Linked DNA regions of Mus musculus: all the other regions are linked to region 2. Evidence: chromatin contacts called from public HiChIP or PLAC-seq data. All regions are on one chromosome and are shown on one strand. The core of a region is the stretch at or near the end of the contact, and the rest is flanking DNA. Distances in the headings are between cores, read along the strand shown. Region 1 overlaps Slc7a6 (solute carrier family 7 (cationic amino acid transporter, y+ system), member 6). Region 2 holds the start of Zfp90 (zinc finger protein 90). Region 3 overlaps Cdh1 (cadherin 1).

Region 1 (3,398 bases), core at 829-3,328, 220 kb before region 2:
AGGGGCTGAGGTGGGAAGAAGGGTCACTATCTTCTGAGGTCTCTGGCTTCCTGAGGAGGATGTGGGGACTCAGCTTCATCTTTCAGCACGTTTATAGTACATTCTAGAGTGTTGTCAGGGAACATGAGAGATGGTTATGAATCTGTTCCTGGGATTTGTCAGCCAGGGTAGCTTGGCCAACTAACTGGATGTGTTAAATGTCAGGTTCTCCTTAGGGCTTCTGTGGAAATACAGAGCATTGCAGAAAGCCAGGAAAGCTCCTGGGAATTCTTGAAACTTGGGTCACTCACAGTAGTCATCCAGGACTGTAGATTACTGCCTCCCGGTTGTAGTCTGTAGTCACCAAGCGGTGAGTGGACACCTGACTGTCCTGGAGATGGGCAGTAGGGAAGGGGTGCATGGTCGTTTTACAGTATTTATTGTTTATCTGGACTTGTGTTAAACATTATATTGAGGAATCTCCCAAAAAAAGTCAGCTCTAAAAAAGTGTCAGAATGTTGTAAAATGGACATTGTCTTTCCTATGTTGGCATTTCTTTTTTTTTTTTTTTTTTTTTTTTTGTTTTTTCGAGACAGGGTTTCTCTGTATAGCCCTGGCTGTCCTGTAACTCACTTTGTAGACCAGGCTGGCCTCGAACTCAGAAATCTGCCTGCCTTTGCCTCCCAAGTGCTGGGATTAAAGAAAGGTGTGCAACTACTACTGCCCCACTTTTTTTCTTTTTTTGTTTTTTAAAGATTTATTTATTTATTTATTTATTTATTATATGTAAGTACGCTGTAGCTGTCTTCAGACGCACCAGAAGAGGGCATCAGATCTCATTACGGGTGGTTGTGAGCCACCACGTGGTTGCTGGGATTTGAACTTCGGACCTTCGGAAGAGCAGTCGAAGAGCAGTCGGGTGCACTTACCCACTGAGCCATCTCACCAGCCCCCCCCCCTTTTTTTTTCTTTTCTTTTCTTTTTAACTTTTGCTGAGGATGGAACCAGAATTTTATGTGTGCTATATTAGACTCTACCACTCAGCCACATCCCTAGTCCTTTTAATTTAAAATTTTTAAAAACTTTTTTAAAGATAATGTCTTGAACTATATTTTGGGCTGGCCTGTAATTTAGCATGTTGTCCAGTAGCTGTGATTAAAGACATGTACCACCATATCCAGCTACTTATTGGCTCTTGAAAGGTTTTCATTCTGGGATCAGAGCAGACTGATCAGAGACACTGGTGGGCTTTCCAGGCTATCCTAAAGCCTTTGACAAAGGGCATCTTGCTCATTTAACAGCCAGTGTTCTGTTACCAGCCCCTAAACATGGCAGTATTTACAGTCACCTAGGGAGCTGAGCCTTCATCTCAGACCTGTTAGTTTGAATCAAAAATTAAAAGATTCTTATGTGTGTTTGGTCCTAAGGACCTGATACTCCAAGGACATCTGGATGCCTGGCTGTAGTCACTTGGTACTAGTGCATAAAGTTCCTGCCTAAGAATTGCCTAATACACTTCATAAAAACACAGCTTTGGGCAAGTGACTACAGCTAGGCATCTAGATGTCACTGGAGTCTCAGGAGCATCTTATAGTAAAATTGGGCTACTGAGTAATCCTTCTCTGCAATGTGTGCCTTAGAGAACCACTGAGACCCCATGGAAGCTCTTGCTGCACACCTACACCTTTTTGCCACATTGAGTTCTGGGTGTAACCTTTCTATTACACACACACACACACACACACACACACACACACACACACACACATATATATGTAAAAATTAATATATATATATATATTGTTCGTGTGAATATGCCACATGTGTGTGGGTCCTGAGGCCAGAAGAGGGTGTCAGATCTCCCTGGAGTTCCAAGGGGTTGGCCACCGAGCCTTCTTTCTACTCTAAGTCTAGGCTTTCTTCAGGGGGTGATGACAAGCCCTTTAGGAGGCCGACTCCTGTTCAAAACTCCATGCTGTCTGCTTGTCTGTCTTGAGAAGCTAGGTAGGTTTTCTATTTGCGGTCCCCAGAGGCCCCCAGGAAAGGTGACGAATCACTCTGTCTTGGTTTGTTGCTCTGAAGGGTGGGGTTGGCTCACTATGAGATAAGACCTGGCTTACTCTGTAGCCCTAGATTTCCGGCCCCAGACAGCCACACCGCACCCACTGCAAATAGACTGATAGAACCACATGTCTAAATCATACAGTGATCTGAGCCCAGACTTTGTGCTGGGTCTGATTGTGAGTGGAAATTACTCCTCTGTGTGAAATGACCAGTGACATCAAAATAGGAAGAAGAGCTGAGGTCACCTCTGGGAAATGGACATTCCTTAGGGCCCTGGAAGAAGTGTCCCTTCAGAGTGCAGCCGGGCTGCTTTTGCTTTCTTGATTACCTAGTTTTAGATGGGGCAGTGAATGTGGGGAGGTTTTGGTTATTGCTCCTTTCGTATTAAATAATGTTTTTTTTTCTTCCCCTGCCCTGTTTTTTGTCTCTCTTCTTTTTTCTCCTTTTGTTTCATCTTTTTAATTCTCCCTCTGTATTCTTTCTGTTCTTCACATTCCTTCTATCTCCCTTCTCTTTTGCCTGGTCTCCCACCCGTCTTTGCCCCACAGGACACACTGAGCACTTTCAGGACGCCTTTAAAGGTTCCTCGTGGAATGTGGGAGACCTCTCTCTTGCCCTGTACTCTGCCCTCTTCTCTTACTCAGGTTGGGACACCCTTAATTTTGTAACAGAAGAAATCAAAAACCCAGAAAGGTAAAGGCGAGATCACACTCTCCAACTTGGCTGGAACTCCTGCTGATGGTGGGCGCAGTTGCCCTGTTCCCATAGCTCCTCCCTCGACCTCCCCTCCCCTCATCCTCTCCCTGCTCCCCTTCTCCAGTTAGGAGGGGTTGGGGGCTAGGATGGGAGTGAGTGAATGTGGGAAAGCCCTGGCTCTCACCCTCATGTTCCATTGGAGAGCATCCAGGGTCCACTAAAGAGGAGAGGTCTTTAGTGGGCAGCAGCAGACCCAGCTAGGGCTGAGGTGGCAGGCTTTAGCCCTGTGGTGCTGAGACTGTCTCTGGCCTACCAGATCACCAGACTAACCTCTAGCTTCTAGAGGATGTTGCTCCTTGCATTTATCCTGAGATCACAGATGCAAGAAGGTTAGAAAGCCACATGTGGCTCATTGGACCTAATGAGATTGGATAAACTCATCGTGAGTCCCTTCTCAGGGAAAGTGCTCTTCTTTCTCAGTGGAAAATGCCCAGGAACATGGGAAGCTTACCCGCCCTGAGGCATACAGAGAAGAGGAGCTCATCTCAGAGAGCTGGCAGCCAGTGAACTGTTAAATGTTAGGAAAATTCCAGGGGGTGCTGGATGGCTTTTGATTCTCAGCAGAGCTTGGTTCTAGGTAGTCTTATTTCACTTGTCCT
Region 2 (3,523 bases), core at 320-2,819:
CTCCCCCTGCAAGAATAAAAGGTATGGGCAAATACGTTTTACATACATACATACATACATACATACATACATACATACATACATACGTTTGTTTGTGTTGGGGTCCCTAGGAGATACTCTGGCCCCCATCTGTGAGCTGTGTGGCTGCCAGCGCTGGGGAACGAGCTGTAGTGCCTGGTGCCGAGCCTTACCCTAGCCTGTGTTTTGTGCTTCTTACTGAAAGTTCTGCCTTAGGAATCCTTCTAGGGTCTCTTAAACTTCTGTTTTGTGCGTATCTGTCTGCTACTGTTGTCTAGTGTGGAAAGTATTTGCAGAGTTTCCAAGGGGTTTGTTGTTATTTATACTTTCTCCGCCCCCGCATCCCAGCAAAAATCCACAGAACACTGTGATAAAAAGACAAATAGTAACAGGTGTGGGTAGGAATGTTGAAATCTATATGCTGTTAGTTTAAAAAAAAAAAAGATGGAAGTGATACAGCCTCTTTAGAAAACATTCACAGTTCCTTCAAATGCTAAACATGGTGCTACCAAATCTCTATAATTCAACTTCTCTGTATCTACCCCAGATCAATGAAACTGCACCCCCATAAACGTGTGTACACACATATCCTCTGTAATGTTGCTTTGAAGATAAAAGCATAAAATCTCACAGTGTGAACAACGCAGACGCTACCAACTGATGAATGAATGTGGTACACTCGGGCAATCAGATCTTTCATTCAGCATTAAAAAAGAATGGGATAGAGACTCCTGTGATGTGAATGAACTCAGAACCACTGTAATAACTGAAAGAAGCCAATCATAAAACTTCATATTGCCTGATCTTATGAGATACCCAGAAGAGACAGATTTGTCACAAAGACAGCACAGGTCAGTGGTTGCCCGGGATCGAGAGGAGGTGGGTTAGGACGAGGGGACGGTTATTAATGTACATGATTTTTTTTCTTTTGTGGCTAATTAAAATGTTCAAAGAGGAGACTACAACGATGGTTGTGCAACTCTTTTTATGTACTAAAGTCTATTGAATTATACACTTTAGTCATTCGTGCATGCATTGTTTATTTATTTTGGCTTGTAAGACCAGGTCTCTTGTAGCCCAGGCTGGTCTTGAACCACAGTTTAGGATAACCTTGAACTCCCGATCCTTAGCCACTTGTGTGCTAAGAGAATTGAGAATTGAGTCTACAGAGTGAGTTTCTGGACATCCTGAGCTACACAGAGGGAGAAAGAGGGAGGGGGGAGGGAAAGGGAACGGGATGGGAGGTGGAGGAGAAGGAGAAAAGAAAAGAAGGAGCGGTGAGAATTTCTAGAAGCTCCAACACACACACACACACACACACACACACACACACACACACACACACACACACGACAAAAACTTTGAACCTTTCCAGCAGCTCCAGAAAACACACATACCAAAGAAAAACTTTGAACCTAACCTGCCCGCCTTCTTGTGCTCTTACTGCAGCCCCCCACTAGGAGGCAGGACCTCTGCAGGGCGGGCACGCGAGGATAGCTGGGAATCGTAGTTTCTGCACCCGTGGATGGGCAGGCGCGAGGATCATTGTGCGCAGTCGCACTCGTGGCTCTGCGCCCGCCGCTGTGGCCATTGTCCGACCCTGTTGTTGCAGAGCAGTACTGCCGGGAACAAGAAACTGCAGCGGGCGCTAGAGGGGCGGACCTGAGGTCGCGGATTCCGAAGCCCCGGAGGCAGATTCCGAGTGCAGTGGGTAGGAGGCTGTCCTCCGGGCCTCGCCGACCATCCTGCGGACGGACTGGGCGTGGCCGGAGGAACTGTCCCGAAGCTGTGGGGCCTTTCATTTGGCCTTGGGAAGAGCAGCAGGAGAAGGCGGGGCTCCTCCCCACGTTTCGGCCGAAGTGGCTGCAGAGCTGAAGGGGTGGGGCCTCGGGGTAGCCCGGTGAGTGGATCCTGTCCTCTCTCCTCAGCCCTGGACCATAGCCAGCACACACTGAGGCAGGAATGGCCCCGAGACCTCCGACGGCCAAGCCCCAGGTGAGCCGAGCCTTCCCCCACCGCCCGGAGCATCCCACCCTGAGAGGCCCCCGGAGTCTGTATGGAACAGTTATTGGTATAGGTATAGAGAGTCTTAGTTTGGATCGCTTTGAGTCTCCTCCTCTGGAGAAAACCCCTCCCAAAGTGCCCAGCCCTGGGCAGAGCAGGATTTCTGAAAGGATGGAGTTAAAGAGGAGACTAGGGAAGTGCGATCTTGTGAGAGGAAGTGTTCTGGGGGTGTCAGCACTGAGACTTTATTGCAGTGTGCACTTCTTAGAACTCTTCAGTGAGGAATGGAGGATAGAGGGACAAAATAGAAAAGCCCCCTGCTTCCCATCCAAAGGCCATAAAGAGATAGTAGGGGGGCAGAAGAGACCTATTAGAATAAGAGGCCGGTGAAGGTTGGGCGCTGAGTCGGAGACCACCATTACAGCCAAACCTGGTCAGACAAGCTCCAGCTTTTCTTGCCCCCCCCCCCGCCCCACTCGTTTTATTTTCCTTTCTTTCTTTCCCCATTAACAAATGTATAATAGTGCGCACCCTCCATAGCCCCGGCTTCAGGTTAATTAGTAAGAGACAGATTTATCAACCCACTTTTTAGTTGTAGCAAAAGGGGCATTTTCTGGACATAAGCTCTGAGGCTGTCCGTTTTACTTTGATGAGAACATAATCTGAACTCTCTTTGGAGTTGAAGGTAAGAACTAGGACTATAGCTCAGTGGTAGATCACTTGCCTAGTATGTGTGAGGTCCTAGGTTCAATTCCCAGCACCTCCTGGAAAATGATAAGGATGGGCTGGAGAGATGGCGCTCCAGTTAAGAGCACACACTGTAAGCTTTTACACGCTGCTCTTGCAGAATTAGTTTCGTTCCTAGTACTCACGGCAGGAAGTACACATCCACCTTGTAATACAGGTTAAAGGGGACCTGATGGCTCTGGCTTCTTGGATACCTGCTCTCACAGGAACAAAATTGTTAGAAACGGGGGAAAAAAATCTCAGCTCAAGGCATTGAGGAAGAAAGGATCGCACAGAGTTGAAAGAAGCCTAGCAGGGCTCTGAACTCTTGTAAAAATGGTCCAACTGAACCAAAACTGAGCTAAAAACCACAGTTTGCCAGGGTGACTTCCGTCTTTTCTCCCTCACAGAGGTGGTGACTGAAACTCATCCCGTTAATTGAAGCTTGATCCTATAATCTGACACGATTGGCTAATTGTTGCAAAGGGGAAGGCTTGGGGAATATAATATGGGCCTTTATAAGGCTATTTTCGTGAGGGGAAAAAGGGTTTGCACAATACCCACAGAGAGACCCATAATATAACAAAATACTTTTAACAGTAAGCTACAAGTTGTAGTTGCTACAGGTATCATATAATCAAGTTCAATCTAGATAAAAATACTAACAGTATCTTTTAAGGTCAGTTTATAGAGTCCAAAAATGTAGCACAGTCAGTTGCTATGTATATCATATAATCAAGTTCAATCTAGTTAAAAATACTAACAGTGTCTTTTA
Region 3 (3,559 bases), core at 32-2,531, 210 kb after region 2:
GTCAAGGACTGGGCATTTTAACTTCACTTATTTTTATAGCCCTGAGGGTGGACATGGGACCTCTTGTAGGCTAGGTAGGTTTCCTTCCTTTTTTCTCCCCTTTTGTTTCTTTTTCTTTTGACAGGGTCTTTACTAGCCTTGGGCGGTCTGGAACTCACTGTGTAGACTAGGATAGCCTCAAACTCCTAACGGTCTGCCTGCCTCTACCTCTTGGCCTAGGGCTGTGGACTGTCTTTTTGGTCCTACTATAAGGATCATCTGGACCAGAACGCACGTTCTCAAGCCTACGCTGGGGAGTGCCTCACCTAGAAAGCTTAAAAGCGTAGACTCTCGCTGGATGTGGTGGCTCAGGCCTTTGATCCCAGTACTCAGGAGGCAGAAGCAGGTAGATCTCTGTGAGTTCCAGGACATCCAGGGCTACATAGAGAGACATTGTTTGCCCCCAAAGCACAGACCCTGACAGGCCTGTCCATCTTAAGGAACGGAGGCCAGAGACCTGTTGGTAGTTGATGGTTTGATGGTTTATTTAGAAACTCTCCCTGATGGTTCTTGACTTGGGGAGTGAGGAGAAGCCACTTCAAGTTGTAGACAAGGTGTGTGTGTGTGTGTGTGTGTGTGTGCAAGTGTGCCAATGTGTAAGTGTGTCTGTATGCCTTGCACACACACAGTTGTTTCAAGTGTGCTATGTAGCCAAGGATAACACTGAACTCTGAATTCCCCTTTATCTGTTTATGGGCACACATTTCCCCCCTGAGGGATATAAATTCTCCTTGAAGTGTTGATTCACCCCTGAAGTAGAATCAGGTCTAAAGTGGGGATGAATCTCAGGGTCCTTCCAGGTAGAAATGTAGGGCAACAATGACAGTACACTGTACCCTCCTCCTCCCTGTCCTTCTCCCCGCTTCTTTTTTCTTTTTGAGCTCTGAGTGACTGGAAGTCATGTAGATTGGCTGGTCCCGATCTTGTGCCTTTGCTTCCCGGGTGCTGAGAGTCGTGTGTTCTGAAGAACAGATTTAAGCAGGCAAGCAGGCTATGTAAGATGTGTGACAGAATTCCAGAGTTGAAGAGGCTGGATGGCCAAGGGACCTGGCTCTGTCCATCCAGCCTTCAGTCTGCCTTTTCTTCTCGCTGGGAGAGTGGCTTGGTTAATCCACACCAGTGGGTGACTTTACAAATTAACTCCCGTGACCTTGGACTGTTCCATCCATAAACACGGCTCCCTAGTTTATGAGTTGCCCAGCCCAGTGTTAAAAATCTACGGTGAACTAAGCCCTGGGAGAAGCCAGTGTGAAACTCAAACTGAGCAGAGACCAGATCAAACATGGAGATAAGACAGCTACAGTTTCACTTTTGGGCAGGGCCAAGAATTTCAGGACTTTCTTTACTACAGATGGGGCGTTATTTTGCTTTCCTATGGGTGTGTGTGTGTGTGTGCTGATTTAGTTTATGATTCATTGATTTTGGGGTTTGATAGCAGGTCTAGGGAACACATAATGCGTTACAGATATTTGATTTTAAATGTATTCCTGGTACTTTTTGGGGGGGGGTTGTTTATTGTTTTGAGGTTTCTCTTTTCCCCCGGCTGTCCTAGAACTCATGCTATAGACTAGACTGTCCTCAAACTCAAGATTTGCCTGCTTCTGTTTCCTGAGTATTGGAATTAAAGGCACGCACCACCACTGCCAAGTTGTTTGCCTGGTATTTTAGAAAGGGCAATTAGTCATGAGCCTGAGGGTTTTTCACATTTATTTGTTTTGCTTGTAACAAGTTAACCAGTGACAGGTTTACTTTAGTTCTCTCTGTCTCTGTCTTTGTGTCTCTGTCTCTTATCTTTCCTTGACAGGGGGGTCTCATGTAGCTTCGGTTGACCCCAAACTCACTATTTTAGCCACCAGGGCCTTTAGCACCTAGTCTTCTGACTGTAAGTCCTCTGAGTGCTGGGGTCACAGGTCTAACCTTCTCATTGAGGAAACTTTGGCCTCTATCTCTGGTCATCAATACTGATCTGGAGATCTCTGAGATACTATTACTGTGGAAGGCCATTTGATTCTCTTATGATGGAGCCTGATGAGCCAGACCAGAGAATGGCTCCTATTAGGCTCATAAACTGGAATGCTTACTCACTGGGGAGTGGCATCATTTGAAAGGATTAGAAGGATTAGGGGTGTGGCCTTGTTGGGGGAAGTATGTCACTGGAGGTGGGCTTTGAGGTTTCAAAAGCCCATGTCAAGACCAGTGTGTGTGTGTGTGTGTGTGTATGTGTCTGTCTGTCTGTCTGTCTGCCTCTTTGGATCAGGTTGTAGCTCTCAGCTACTGCTCCAGCACCATTCAAGCCACCATGATGATTAATGGGCCAAACTTTTGAAACTGTTAGACAAGTCCCCAGTTAAACGCTTTTTTGGATATGAGTTCCTTAAGTCACATGCCTCTTCAGCAATAGAACAGTGATATTGGACAACCAGGAGCGTGCTGGAAAAGTGAGAAATTTAGAATTTTTCCCAGCAGTGGGAATTTCCTGTGTCCTGATGCCGATGCCCTCTTTTCAAGACTAAACTGAGAACTTTGCTCCTTTGCTGCTTCCCTCCTTCCATCCTTACCTGCTCCAGTGAAGAATTTGTTGACATCCGTATCTCAGGCACAAGGGGGAAAACAAAGGGAAAATAAAGATAAGAGGAGGAGGGCTGAGTGGCAAAGTGAGTGCCATACAGCTTAGAACTCTGCAGAAAGCAGACCACAAATTTGCCTCTGTTCCTGCCAGGCAAAATAAAGAGGGAAATCTGATCAGCCCTCCTGCTGGACTTCAGTGTGCTGGCCATTAGTGGGGTGCCTGGCTCCTCCAGAGAGTTCTTGCTTCATTGTAGCTCCCACCACTCTAATGTGCTAGACTTCCCATTTGCAATTGTCTTTACTAGATAACCAACTAATGCTTGGGTGGACAACATTGCACAATAGAGGGCAGAGATTTCAGTCATGTGTGTCACCACCTACACAGCTCCATGAGGAGCATTTTTGCATCTTTGCACTCCCCCACTCCCCGGGTAAGATCTGTCTTGTATAATGCATAGCATAACTATGTAATGGTGGGGATTTTACTAATGCTATTCACTACCCAGCACTCTGCCGCCTCAGGGTCACGTGTTTACTATTCCCTCTGCTGGGCACCTTTGCCTTGGCATATAGCTTATAACTCCAGGCTCTGTTAAAGCTTCCCCCATAGTGGAGTCTACCACATAATAAAATGTACAGTTCCTTTTTCATAGCCTTTATTATAATCCAGCTTAATACTGTATGCTATTTGATTGCTTCTCCAACATCCCCCCCCTCCAAATGTAGGCTCCTTGAAGGTGCAACCTGCTTTATTTCATTGGTTGCTGATAGAAAATTTTCAAGTGATCCTCCCCACCCCGCCCCCCTCACACTCGCTGCATGAGATCAGGTGCTGGGAATTGAACCCAGCACCTTACCTGCTACACATGCTAGGCAAGTGCTCTACCATCGAGGCTCCAGGAATATGGATCTCTCTCCTTTTCTCTCCCCACTCCTCCAGTTACAGTTCTTT

The links. HiChIP or PLAC-seq counts read pairs in DNA pulled down with a chosen protein or histone mark.
Region 1: a contact with region 2 is called in an H3K27ac HiChIP or PLAC-seq map of extraembryonic endoderm stem cells. The contact joins the enhancer-like site here to the promoter of Zfp90 in region 2. A contact is called at or near these places in 15 of 39 promoter capture datasets (the 3T3-L1 cell line, 3T3-L1-derived adipocytes, the C10 cell line and 9 more), 2 of 15 datasets of contacts at CTCF or cohesin (large pre-B cells and pro-B cells), 11 of 484 Hi-C or Micro-C datasets (the C2C12 cell line, cranial neural crest, embryonic fibroblasts and 6 more), 6 of 115 datasets of contacts at active chromatin or transcription factors (bone marrow-derived macrophages, embryonic stem cells, extraembryonic endoderm stem cells and 3 more) and 3 of 9 other capture datasets (adipose tissue, liver and pancreatic islet).
Region 3: an H3K4me3 HiChIP or PLAC-seq map of the SCID.adh cell line shows a contact between it and region 2, with 9 read pairs. The contact joins the enhancer-like site here to the promoter of Zfp90 in region 2. A contact is called at or near these places in 11 of 39 promoter capture datasets (the 3T3-L1 cell line, 3T3-L1-derived adipocytes, the SN4741 cell line and 7 more), 1 of 15 datasets of contacts at CTCF or cohesin (the NIH/3T3 cell line), 4 of 484 Hi-C or Micro-C datasets (the 3T3-L1 cell line, embryonic fibroblasts and muscle stem cells), 22 of 115 datasets of contacts at active chromatin or transcription factors (the SCID.adh cell line, SST interneurons, bone marrow-derived dendritic cells and 15 more) and 2 of 9 other capture datasets (adipose tissue and embryonic stem cells).

Annotation. Positions count from the first base shown.
Region 1 is chr8:106,189,748-106,193,145 of GRCm38.p6, forward strand. It overlaps Slc7a6 (solute carrier family 7 (cationic amino acid transporter, y+ system), member 6), which reads left to right. Exons shown (of 10, transcript NM_178798.4): 4 at 2,592-2,736. Among named protein-coding and RNA genes, the nearest start is that of Slc7a6os, 19 kb to the right of the region's middle. Within about 2 kb of position 2,079, at least 26 of the 459 cell types and tissues checked have an H3K27ac peak or open chromatin away from gene starts, as enhancers often do. A contact at or near this core is called in extraembryonic endoderm stem cells, where this site is marked.
Region 2 is chr8:106,413,758-106,417,280 of GRCm38.p6, forward strand. Zfp90 (zinc finger protein 90) reads left to right here and starts at 1,570. Exons shown (of 4, transcript NM_011764.4): 1 at 1,570-2,013. The coding sequence starts at 1,981.
Region 3 is chr8:106,621,995-106,625,553 of GRCm38.p6, forward strand. All of the region lies in intron 2 of Cdh1 (cadherin 1), which reads left to right. Among named protein-coding and RNA genes, the nearest start is that of Cdh1, 20 kb to the left of the region's middle. Within about 2 kb of position 1,282, at least 67 of the 459 cell types and tissues checked have an H3K27ac peak or open chromatin away from gene starts, as enhancers often do. A contact at or near this core is called in the SCID.adh cell line, embryonic fibroblasts and pancreatic cancer cells, where this site is marked.